2 separate regions of the Pan troglodytes genome follow, and region 2 is linked to region 1. A link is a contact called in public Hi-C data. All regions are on one chromosome and are shown on one strand. Each heading gives the region's core, a stretch centred on a gene start, on an enhancer-like site or on the middle of the called end of the contact. The rest is flanking DNA. Distances are from core to core; before and after follow the strand shown.

What was found. Hi-C and Micro-C count contacts between places; a contact is called where the count stands out from the background.
Region 2: a Hi-C map of stem cell-derived neural progenitor cells shows a contact between it and region 1, with 2.5 times the contacts expected there. The contact joins the enhancer-like site here to the promoter of ANKRD33B in region 1. A contact is called at or near these places in 1 of 7 Hi-C or Micro-C datasets (stem cell-derived neural progenitor cells) and 1 of 1 other capture datasets (stem cell-derived neural stem cells).

What each region holds. Positions count from the first base shown.
Region 1 is chr4:11,216,393-11,222,495 of NHGRI_mPanTro3-v2.0_pri, forward strand. It overlaps ANKRD33B (ankyrin repeat domain 33B), which reads left to right and starts at 1,353. Exons shown (of 4, transcript XM_016952951.4): 1 at 1,353-1,913. The coding sequence starts at 1,548.
Region 2 is chr4:11,277,585-11,283,770 of NHGRI_mPanTro3-v2.0_pri, forward strand. All of the region lies in intron 2 of ANKRD33B (ankyrin repeat domain 33B), which reads left to right. Among named protein-coding and RNA genes, the nearest start is that of ANKRD33B, 63 kb to the left of the region's middle. Within about 2 kb of position 3,492, at least 16 of the 24 cell types and tissues checked have an H3K27ac peak or open chromatin away from gene starts, as enhancers often do. A contact at or near this core is called in stem cell-derived neural progenitor cells and stem cell-derived neural stem cells, where this site is marked.

The DNA of each region.
Region 1 (6,103 bases), core at 103-2,602:
TCGCAGTTTAAACCTGTCCTCATCCTACACCTCCCACGGCTGTTTTGGATTCGGTGCCCTCGTGCCCCTCAGCTTGCCCAGCGGCACGTGGGCCTCAAGCCTGGTCCCCAGAGGCTGCGCCAGCCTAGCTGTGTTCACCTTGGGGCCGCGAGGTCCTCCCACCGGCTGGCAGCTGGTGGACACGCTGTCAAGATCGGGGAAAAAAAGGAAGGAAGGAGGCCAGGGGGTACACAGGGCTGGTGGCCTCCGCAGTCTTTGACCTGCGACGGGCGCGAGCGCACCTCCGCGCCTTTGCGCAGAGACCTTCCCCCAAGATTGGCTCACGACGCCTCCTACCCCGAAGTCAAGGGCTCCCTGTGGCAAATCCTCACACGCCCTCCTCCTCCCCGCCCATCCCCGGCGCCAGGACTGACGGGGAGAGGGCAAGGCCGGGCCAGAGGGGCTGTGGGCCTGGACTGCGGCTGTCGCCCGCGGCCCTGCTCTTTTGGGCAGCCAGACGAGGGGTCAGCGCCCAGTCGCAGCCTCCGGGGGTGAGTCCGCAGATCCCAGCACGTGACACAGGCCAGGCATGGGGACGGGGAGTCCTCGTCGTCCGTTCCCACTCAGATGCTCCCTGAGGTTCCGGAACACCCCGCTCCCAATCCCAGGATCTGACCAACCCTCAAGCCACGGCCGGCCCCGGTTCTGCGAGACGGGGGACTCTGAGGATCGTCCTCCCTTCCGGGCTGGGACTCCCCCACGGCAGCCGACCGCCCCCAGTTCAGAGTGGCCCGGCCCGCAGCGCTCCCCGGGCACAGGTCCCAGGTGGACGGCTCCGCTCCCGCTCCCGGCTTCTCTGCCCGCCAAGCGCCCCGGGGATTCCCCGGCCTCCAAGCGGCCGCGGCCGGGTGGAGTCAGCCCCGAAGCCCGGGATCCCCCGAAGGGAGAAAACCGGCTCTGCTCCTCCGAAGCGGCGGGAGAAACTGGCCCCACCCAGGCCCGGGGGCCCGACGCCCTCGGCGGAGGCCGGCTCCAGGGGTCCGAGGTTCCCGAAGCTGGAGGCCGGCTCCGCCCCGGCGTCCCCCCGCCGCCACCTCCGCCCCCATCCCGCGGGCCGGCGGAGGGAGGGGCGGGGCCGCTTGCCGCCCGCGACTCGGGTTCGGCTTCTTTAGTGATTGCTTCTGCTTCTCCCGCGCCAGCTGTCCCCAGCTCTGGGGCAACGCTGCCAGGTGCCCAGTCCCCGCGCTCGAGAGAGCGCCTGCCTGGCTCTGAACTCTGGCCAGGAAGGGGCGCGAGGGGAAGGCCCCGGGGGAAGGCGTGTCCCCGCGCCCCGCCCCGCCCCGCCTCGGAAAGCCCCCGCGGTCCCGCCCACCCCAGGGGCTCGCTCAGCCTCCGGAGACTTTTTTCTTTGAGCGCAGCCGCCTGGTGCCGGTTTCCGCCGAGCTGGAGCGCGCGGGCCACGGCTTCTCTGGGGACGCAGAAGCGAGAAGCGGGGACCTCGGCGCGCGCCCCGCGTCCCGCTCTTCCTGCCCGCGCCCCGGCCCCCGGCCCGCGCCCCGGCCGCCGGCATGGTGCTGCTGGCCGGGACCGGGCCGGAGGGCGGCGGGGCGCGCTGCATGACCCCGCCACCGCCGTCCCCACCCCGGGGCGCGCAGGTCGAGGAGGACCCCGCTGACTACGAAGAGTTTGAGGACTTCTCGAGTCTGCCAGACACCCGCAGCATCGCCTCGGACGACTCTTTCTACCCTTTCGAGGACGAGGAGGAGCACGGCGTCGAGAGCGCGGAGAGCGTCCCGGAGGGCGTCCCGGAAAGCGTCCCGGAGACGGCGACCCTTCTGCGCGCCGCCTGCGCCAACAACGTGGGGCTGCTGCGGACGCTGGTGCGGCGCGGGGTGAGCGTCGAGGAGGCGCAGGAGACTGACCGCAACGGCAGGGTAAGCGGGCGTCCCCGCAGGATTTGAGCCCCCTCACTGCCCCCACTCCCCTCCTCCCCACCACATCCCCGCGCCTCCCAGGTCCTGGCTCCGGACGGGTCACTCAGCCGCCGCCCAGAGCGCCTTTTCCCCGCTGTTTGGGAGCGCGGTGCCCTGGGTGGCTTCCCCGTCTCAGGCTGGGGGACGCGGTGCGGGGAGGGAGCAGTTTGCTCTGCCCGAGGTGTCAGCGCGGCAGAAACGCCAGTCCGGCGTCCTCACCGCATCCCCTTCTCGTTTACCGGTCCCCGTGGACCTCCTGACTGAATTCGCGCTGGCTGCCCGTGCTGCAGTCCAGGATTGGCTTCTTGCGGCCCGGTCCCCTCCTGACTATTACTTTTCCCCAGGTCCCTGGCAGGGGACCATTCCTCCTCGCCTGCAGGAGACAGCCCCTCCTGCCCAGCGCCCCATTTGTCCCCTGGGCCCCTCGCGCCGCCCTTGTCCTAACACGCTGGGGCGCAGATCGGCTCCTCCAGCCGCAATGATTTGGAAGCAACAGTTTCTTCCCTCGCCGGGACAGCTTGGTCCCCTACCGCACCTCCACTGAGCTTTGTGGCCCGCGCCGCGACCAGCCAACGTGATCGCTGACTGGTCTGTCCGCAGGTCACCTCCGCGAGCCAATGCCAGCCGGGGGTCCCCAGAGTCAGGGCCTAGGGAGAGCCCCAGAGCCGCAGGCATCCACCCGGGTAGGGCAGGAGGCGTGGAGGCAGGCACAGGCTATCCTTTCGTTATGACCAGATTCAGAGAAAACGAGATGTTTAGAAAAGAAAAGAAAGGAAAAGAAAAAAAGTTGGCTTAAGAAGACCTGAGAAGGACTGGCTGGTGGAACACCTTCCACCAAGCAAAGCACTTCAAGGGAAAACTGCAGAGTGACCACGGTGGCCAAGTCCCCAGTAGTCTGTGCTCAGTGGGCAAATGGCAGCGTTCTCACCTGATTTTTGTATTCTCCAAGGACCGTGGTATCTGCAGATGCAGCCTAGCACAAATGCACATGCTTTTTGCTCAGGAGCCTGCAGCTGAAAGAAAACATGTGCTTTGACTTGGGGACCCGGGTGACCTTGTGCCTTTGGTTTATCCTGCAGTGGGTGGGGCAGGTGGTTTGCCCTGACTGTGGTTTGGGCTGGGCTTAGGTGGATGGGAAGCCCTCCAATGTCACTCTCCCCTTGTACTACATTGCCCCCGTGATTCAATTACCTCCCACCGTGTCCCTCCCACAACACGTGGGAATTCAAGATGAGATTTGGGTAGGGACCCAGCCAAACCATATCACACAACATTTGAACTTGGAGGAAGGGTCTGTGCTTGTCATATGTTAGGCAGTGAGACCTGAGGTGGGGTCCCCGTAGGTAGCATCACCTGGAGCCCTGTAGTTCCTGCTGCCATTCCTCTTGCAATGCCTCCTCCCCCAGCCCTGGCGACAGATGCCCTGGCTGGCATGTGATTAGGGCTTGGAGCTCCACCCGAAGTCCTAGGGCCTGTTTCTCAAGTTCTACATTTGGTTTAACTGAGTTTTCAGGCCCAGATGTGTGTAATCAGAAACCTTGCTTTCTGGAAGCCAGTATGGGGGCCAGCTTTAAAGGAAGCCTCACCAAGCTCATAAAGGAACAGGTGGGGTGGGCCTCTCCCCCTGTCCTGGGCAGCCTGGTGGTCTCCAGTGGGCTGGAATGGGCACAGGAGGGGCCTGGCTCGCCCAGTCCCCACTCTAGGGCACCACTGGGCTCAGCTTTATATAATGTTTCCTTTAGGGGCAAAACATAAATGTTTGAAAACAGCTGCATTGAAGAAAACTGACAGCAACGTAAACCATCCCCAGGGGCTCGAGCCTAACAGACTGAGTCTCCAGGCCACACAGCAGAGAGGCAGGGGAGGGCCGTGGTATGGGAGGCTAGCTCCAGCCTCCCAGCAGCTCTCTGCCTCAGTTTCCTCATCTGTAAAATAGGGATAACGGCAGCCTCTCCTCTTAGGATGTGAGCATAAAATGGCTTACTGCCCACAAGGCTCTGGGAAGGCCCGGCCCCAGGCTTGTGTTTACCATCTTGTTTCTCATTCGCCTGCCTTCTCTTGGCTTGGAAGAGAGCACCTTCCAGTTTTATTTTGTTTTGTTTTGTTTTTTGTCTTCTGCCAGGCAAGGCTTTTTCTCTCGCTGCTTTTCTTCGCCTTTGATTACAGCAGAAGTGAAGACTTTGTTTCTCTGTGTCACGTAAAATAATGATGTAGGCCCGGACATAGCCTGCTAACTTAGAGACCCTTGGACTCTTTCATCTTTGGATCAGACGGAGCAGGGCCTGTGTTCTGTGCTTTGTGGGGCCAGTGGGGGGAGCGAGGCAGGAGCCTCCATTCTTTTCATTAGCTTCTCAAGGTTGTTGATCAAATAGCCTCTATCTTCCTGAAAAACAGCTGAAAGAATCAAGTGTGGCAAAGCCCTGATGCCCTGCTCTGTGGTAAATGGAGTGAGTCATTGCCAAAGTGTTTACCGCAGACCTACTGTGCTCCCGCTAGGTACTTTAGCAGACTCAAAACTGAATCCGGCAGTCCCTGCCTTTGAGAGTCCTAGCCTTTTAGTGAGGAGAAGAACTTGCAGAGGAAGAGCGGCTAGCTAAGACCTAGGAAACTGGGAGACGGACTGCTTTTCACATGACGGTGTCCAGTCTCCCCGACGGCAGCGTGGGTCACTCCCTCACTGTCTGCAGGCTCCTGGTTTAAGGGCACCTTCCCTGGGAGGCTTTTCTGTCTCCTCTTGTCCAAGCCTACAGAACCTGGAGCTGAGCAAGGGTAATGTAGGCATTCAGACATTTAGGGCTGAAATTATAAATAGGATGGTCATTTAGAGAGCAGGTGACGTTTGAGCAGAGATGGTGTCTAGGGGAAAGAGGAGTTAGAGGGAACAGTGTGTGCAAAGACTGAGGTGGGAACCTCATTGGAGCCTGGTCTCCAAGCTTATCATGATTAGTGGCAGTGAAAACCTTAAAGAAGGCCTGGACAGCTTTGGTGCAGTGGAGGGGTAATTGCATTATTGGCAGAATGACAGCTCACAGGTACAGCCCACAGCTGGCTTTCTAGGAGAAAATGATCTCTAAAGGCGTCTAAACTTTTCTGGGACATGCTTGTTGAGCTCTTCCTCTCTGGGCATTTAAGAAGGGAGCTTTGCCTGAGCTGACAGGCATTCCATTTGGTCTGGGTAACTAAGGATCAGATGTGTTTTGTTTAAGAACATGCATTCTCTCCTGCCTCCTGAGATTGGTAGAATGTTGGATGCGGCTCAGCACACCATTTTCCTTCTAAAATATTTATTGCTCTAAAAGCATTGCATGATTTAATATGCAACATGTAAATATTTGTCAGATAATTGCCCAATAACATTCAAAGCTTGCTTCCAATGTCTTCTGGATTTATGGTTGTTTTGTTCCTTCTGACTTGAGGCAGTGCAAGCTGCCATAATTCTTTTTCTTAATTCTTCTCTTCCACTTACTATCACCTGAAGTTCACCTTTATGGCCTTGGCGGCTCTTGAGATGACAGTGAAAACACACAAAGTGTGTTGTTTTAATTGTTGCAGAAGGGCAGTTTAAATGTCAGACAGCTCTTGGACTTAATTAGGCCCAAATACGTGCTCAATTTAAAATACTGCACTCCTGTCCTGATGGGATTCTGCTTCTGCGTGTTCGTGTTTGTTTTTGAGACCGAGTCTTGCTCTGTCACTCAGACTGGAGTGCAGTGGCGCAATCTCTGCTCACTGCAACCTCCGCCTCCGGGGTTCAAGTGAATCTCCTGCCTCAGCTTCCCACGTACCTGGGATTACAGGTGTGCGCCACCACGCCCGGCTAATTTTTGTATTTTTAGTAGAGACAGGGTTTCATCATGATGGCCAGGCTGGTCTCGAACTCCTGACCTCAAGTGATCCTCTTGCTTGGCCTCTGAAAGTTCTGGGATTACCGGTGTGAGGCACCGCGCCTGCCCTGCTTCTGCGTGTTTAAATTTCCAGGGTCTCTTGGTTACGTTTTCCAAAGGCCCCTCCATTGGTTTGTTTTGTTAGGTCAGCAAAGCCCACATCACACCCAGTGTGGGTGTTTCCCTTTACTCTTGAGGTGCTTAAAATTAAAACTTAATTTTCCTAGATTTATAGCGATGATCAGGGCTTTATCTTGAAATGTATGT
Region 2 (6,186 bases), core at 2,242-4,741, 63 kb after region 1:
CTCTCTTAAGTCTGCTCTCTGGAGATAACTGTTGTTAATGATTTGATGCCTAGATGGGTTTACTCTGCCTTTTCAATTTAAATAAAATCATTATTATAATGTATTTTTTCTTTACTTCTTGTTTTCTTTCTTTCTTTCCTTTTTTTTTTTTTTTTTTTTTTTTGAGTCTGAGTCTTGCTCTATTGCCCAGGCTGGGGTGCAGTGGCACAATCTCAGCTCTCTACAACCTCTACTTCCCAGGTTCAAGCGATTCTCTTGCCTCAGCCTCCCGAGTAGCTGGGATTATAGGCGCCAGTCACCGTGCCCAGCTACTTTTTGTATTTTCAGCAGAGGTGGGGTTTCACCATATAGGCCAGACTGGTTTCGAACTCCTGACCTCAAGTGATCCGCCCACCTTGGCCTCCCAAAGTGCTGGAATTACAGGCGTGAGCCACTGGGCCTGGCCTTTTTTTTCTTTTTTACTGGCTTTTGTTATCTTCCCCTACTTACTGATTTGCTTGAGCTCTCTGTGGCCGCCACTGTGTGCACCCACCCTCTGGCCTGGGCTCTGATCCCTGGACACCCAACCTAGGCCGCTGCCTGAGGCTTTGGGACTGAATTGTTGAGGCTGCATAGGGAGGCAGAGGGGAGAGGGACTTTACACCATTTAAACAAACACAGATTAAAAAGCTTCCTTGTGTGTGTCTTAATTGCCTCAATGTGCCGAAGAGATTTTCCCTAATTTCTTTCTGAACCTCCAGGGGCTGCCCCTGTCCCCATGGGCATAGTTGCCTTAGACACTGGCTCCCAACCTTGCGCCTCCGGCGTCAGCATCACCTGGGCTGGCTCATGTGAGCATTAACACAGATCTGGTGGAAACACAGACTGCCAGGCCCTGCCCCTGGAGTCTTTCTTTGAATAGGCCTGGGGTGGGGCCCAAGAATGAGCAGATCAACAGGTTTCCTGGTGAGGCTGATGCCACTGGCCCAGGGACCCCACATTGAGGATGGAGAACTTTGAGGATTTTATGCCTGATGACGGCAAAGGACCCCTCTCAGTGGGCACTGAAGACCAGCAGAGTCACAGACCCCACGAGAGATGTTGTCAGACAGACACAGAGGCATCACGGAATTAAAGTGAAAATGAGGAAGGCAGGTGAGCATGTGTTCATGAGTTTCCTGTGCTGTTTTGCCAAAGAGGCTGTTTAGGCCCAATCAGGTGATGTACCATTTTAATCAATTTCATAACCAGTTTTATTTCTTTGATGATTTGTTAATTTCAAAAGCTGTCCATGCATATGTGCTTACAGCCAAAAATGACTACAAAAGTATTATCAGGGAGGAAGAAAAAGATCCCTTCTCTGTCTTCCAAATATTCCAGCTCCCTTATCAGCACTCAGGAGTCACCTCTTCAGACCTCATTCAGTCCTTTCCAAACACACACGTATGTATGTGCGCTTTGTATTCACATGACTGGGCTGGTGCTGTTGAGACTGTGTTTTTAGTGGTTTTGTTCACGTGGTTATTAATCTAGAAGCTCCTGCTGCGTCGGTGTCCCTGAGCCCTGCCAGGCGCTCGTAGCCCTGCCTTCCTGCACGGGGATGTGTGGCTCATGCCCAGTTCCCCACCAAGACTTCAAGTTTGAGAGGCTGCGTTCTGACTGGCCTTCACTCACTGTGGTGGACCCGGCTCTTAGGCCAGTCCTTGAACATGAAGTACTTGCTTCTTAAATATTTGTTGGAAAAGAGGATATTGTGTAAAGTGCATGAACCGTGGTATACTTAGCTGTCCCAGTTACTGGACAGGTGGGCTTTTGAGTTAATCAACGGCAGCAAGGCTGTAGTGAAGTCTTTGGATCTGGGGTGCATCTCTGAGGACAGCGTGTTAGGATCCTGGCAGGAAGCATGTTGAGTGACAGGTGGGCTCAGAGGGCTGAACAGAGTAGTTGATGAGAGCCTGTCAATTACGGGGGGAAGGGTAGAGTTAAGGGAACCAACATTGAAAGGATTAAGGGGAGGGACTCCACAGAGAGTGACCCAGGCCAAGAAGCTGGAACCCGAGAGGCAGCCTCGGCCTAGAACCCCAGCCAGGGGCCGGAGTGGGAGGCAGGGCCAGATATCCCGCTCCTTCCACCCTGGTCCCCTGCTGAGCCAACCCAGAAACCTCACTGGGGCGGAAACTGGGCAGGTGCTGTTGCTGCAGGCCAGCTTCCTAGGCCGAAAGCAGGGCAAGGAAGAGGAGAAGCAATGTGCAGACACACTCTTAGAACAGAATTGCTTCAGCAAGGGCTGTGCCTGTTTTAAGTGTATGCAGCTGCCAAGTGGTCTTTAGAAAGCTGTGGTGATTTCTCCTTTCCCCTGAGTGTCCAAGAGTGTTCTTGCCAGCCCTGGCTGAGATCAGTCTTTTCAGTATTTCCCTACTCAAAATGAACCAAAACTCTGGTTTTCAGTTGTATTTCCCCAGCTCTCTTTTGAGCCTAGTACCTGTTAGGATGCTTTTGGCTTCAACCACAAGGACACTGCCTTCTCTTGCAACACAAGACATCTGCGGGCGATGTTGCAGGGTTGCTTCACTGAGTAGCTGGGTGATGCTGGGACCTAGAGCCACTTCTCAGAAATACATTCGCTTTTTCCTTCATGGTCCCAAGGTGGCCCCAGCTGCTAGAAGCGCCACGGCTTCATGTTGCAACACTCAGGGACATCAAGGAAGAGGAGCAAATCCCTGTCGGCGTTTCCCTTTATAAGACAGGAAAACATTTCCAGAAGGCTCCAGCAGAGTATCGTTGCCATCTCACCAACCAGGGTTGCGTCACAAGCCCGTGCCAAACCAGTGATAGAGGATGGCTTGTGTAGACAGCAGTCGCACTAAGCAGAATCAGCATTGTGAAGCACAATCTTAAAGCAACCATATGTTTATATTATTTGCTATGGCAACTGGGTTGGTTGAGAGTTGGAAGCTCTGGGTTTCTGGAGGACACAGCATTTATGAGTACGAATTCGGATGCAAATGCCTTCATCTGCCTTTTGAGTGTTCTCTAAAAAGTCTAATTTCCTCGGCTATTTAATGCACAATAAAAATACAGCCAAATCTGTACTAGGTCTGTAAATGGAGAGAACGTATGAAAATAAATCCTCATGTAATCCCTAAGTCTCATTTAGCCAGTCATTTCAACTTTCACCACCGCTCCACTAACAAAAATAAGATAACCAAAGAAAGGAACAAGAAGTCCCATGGATAGAGTTGTGTGTTTATTTCTGTTTCCTTGTTGTGCTTTAACAGAATAGCATGGACGTGGTGAAGTGAGGAAACGCCAGGGGTCTCTTTGAGCTGGTGATGGGATACAGCACGTGAAGCTTGTTTTGGGTATAAGGAACCTCTGATGTGTGCTTGCAACTTGTTATTTCTTGCATTTAATTGTAAAATTCTGAAGGCTATGTGCTGAGAGCCAGCCTGGCAGGATGCTGCCCGGGGATGGGGACAGAACGGGAGGGATTCTCAGGGGCAGCTGTGGGTTTGGGCTGCGGGGGAGCCCTGGTTCCTGAGCTGAATCAGGGAGAGTCCCAGTTCAGAGGAGAATTTATGACTTGGTCAGAACCCAGGAACAACGCCTCTTCATGTTATTTATCTTATTTTATTAGCAGTGCACATGATCACGATCTTAGTGTGATCTCATTGTGATGTTCATGTTGTTTTGAAGTGCTTCCTTTTTTCTCAGTTTATACCGTTTCAAATGAGAGAGTAGAACTTGGCGAGTCTCGGTTTCCCAGCGTTGCCTTATCTTCCTGTGAGCTTTTCTGAGCTCTTCTGATTGGCCATGGCAGCGCCACACCCCTGCCCGCTGACCAGCCAGGAGGGCTCCTCAGCCAGCTTGGGGCTTACCTGGCTCCTCCTTCAGACCCCTGCCTGCCCTGCAAAGAGCAGGGATGCTTCCCTCCCCTACTAACCCTGCCCCTCCATCTGCATGGTAAATGCCTTATGCTAAGAATTCCTGGAGTCTGTTCATGCCGCGTGGCGGGTATGATGTCATATTTCCAAAGCCGACAGCTCCCTCTACTGGCCTGGTCTGGAGAACTGCAGTTTGAGTGCCTTGAGTCAGTCAATCTTAGACAACCCAGTTCTGTAACATTTTCCCATTTTTAGAGCAGTTTGTGTTTATTGCCTGTTTTTTTAGATGGGGTTTTGCTCTTGTTGCCCAGGCTGGAGTGCAATGATGTGATCTTGGCTCACTGCAATCTCCGCCTCCCGGGTTCAAGTGATTCTCCTGCCTCAGCCTCCTGAGTAGCTGGGATTACAGGTGCCTGCCACTACACCCGGCCAATTTTTTGTATTTTTAGTAGAGACGGGGTTTCACCATGTTGGCCAGGCTGGTATCAAACTCCTGATCTCAGGTCATCCACCCACTTCGGCCTCCCAAAGTGCTGGGATTACAGGCGTGAGCCATTGCGCTTGGCCAGCCCAGCTAATTTTTATTTTTTGAGATGGGATCTTGCCATGTTGCCCAGGCTTGTATCTAACTCCTAAGCTCAAGTGATCCTCTAGCCTCAGCCTCCCTGGCCTCTTCGGGCCTTGGCCTCTCTGCTGGGATTACAGGCACAAGCCACCTTGCCCACCCTGATACTTTCAATAAATAAACTTTTCCCAAAGGAGTGGTAGGAATGTTTCAGCCTTTTCATCTAATGCATATTTATTGAGCACCCCAGAGCATGCAGTCATTTGGAAGTTTTAAGCATGTGAGCTGGGTAACGAGGGCTGTGGCGGCTGTGGGAACCCATATATGCATGGGAACGTGGACGATGAGACACCGTGGGTTAAGGGGCACCAGGGAAGACCTGGAGTTGGAAGGGATGGCTCATCAGGTCACCAAGTAAAAAGAGGAGGCAGAATATTCCAGGTAGAGGGACTCCTTGTGCAGAGGCCACTAGATTAGAGGAAGTGTGGCTCATGAGTGAATTACACGGAATGCTGGCTGTTTGACCATAAAGTGGATTGGGAGGGCATTGGCAGTGAGAGCTGAGGGTGAAGAGGTAAAAACCAGCTCATTGAAGAGTTGAGACCTCATCTAAAGAGCAGAGCCCATGGAGAGTTTCGGATGAGTAGTGGGGATGGTCAGAGGCCCCTGTTGGTGTCACTGTGCTGCTGGTGTGGAGAATGAATGGGGGCAGAAGTGGGACAAAGGAGGCTAGTCAGGACAGGAGCTGTGGCCCCATGGGGATGTGGTAGCCCAGGTCAGGGATGGAGAAACAAGGACAGCTTTAGGAAATTTAAAATTTTTTTTGTAGAGATGAGGTCTTGCCATGCTGCCTATGCTGGTCTCAAATTCCTGTGCTCAAGTGATGTCAGAGGTGCAGTTGGCAGAATGTGGTGATTGCTTGGGTGAGGGAGGATGTGGAGGGCTTGAGACTGAGTCCAGCCATCTGGCTTGGGTGATGGGGTGACTGGTGGTGTTCATCACTGAATAAGGGATGTGGGAGAGGAGTAGCTTCGGAGGAAAGATGTTTTGGGTTTGATGCATTGAGTTTGTAGGATACCCATGATGAAATACTCAGTAGACAGATACTGAGGTAAAAAACTGAAGAAAAGAGATAGAACTGGAAAGAGTTGATGTGGAAGCTTTAGAGCTGAAACTTGGATCCACAGGAGCGTATAGGATCACCAAAGGAGAGTGTATGAGATAAGGAGGGGGCTTAGCAGGCAGCTGAGGAACAGCAGCATTTCAGGAAGGAGAGAACAGGAGCTCAGAATGTTGAGAAGGCGGAAAATCAGAAGGGTGAGCATCTGCATGTCCATGGAAAGAGCGTGTTTCAGAAAGGATGAAAGAGACGAGTGAGTGGGAAATGCTGGGGAGATGTTGAATGTGATGAGAACTGACAAATCACCATGGAGTCTCGTTGTAAGAAGGTCACTGGGGACTGCTGGGGGTGGTTTCAGCAAAGTCAGAGAGTGTCATTAGCAACAGTGATAGTAGATGGATCTGGAATTGGACTGAAGCGGAGTTGAATGGTTGATGGAGGGTGGCAGGAACATGAAGACAGGCCCACAGGGGTTGCTGTGAGTCACATATGCTTTTAAGATGAGAGACCCTTGAGCATGCATGTCAGCTAGTTATTGCTGTGTAACAAACAACTCCCATGCTCTGGGATGTTTTTATTGCTTATGCATCTGTGGATGGGCTGGGGATCCGTTGATCTAAACTGTCCTTGCTCAAGTC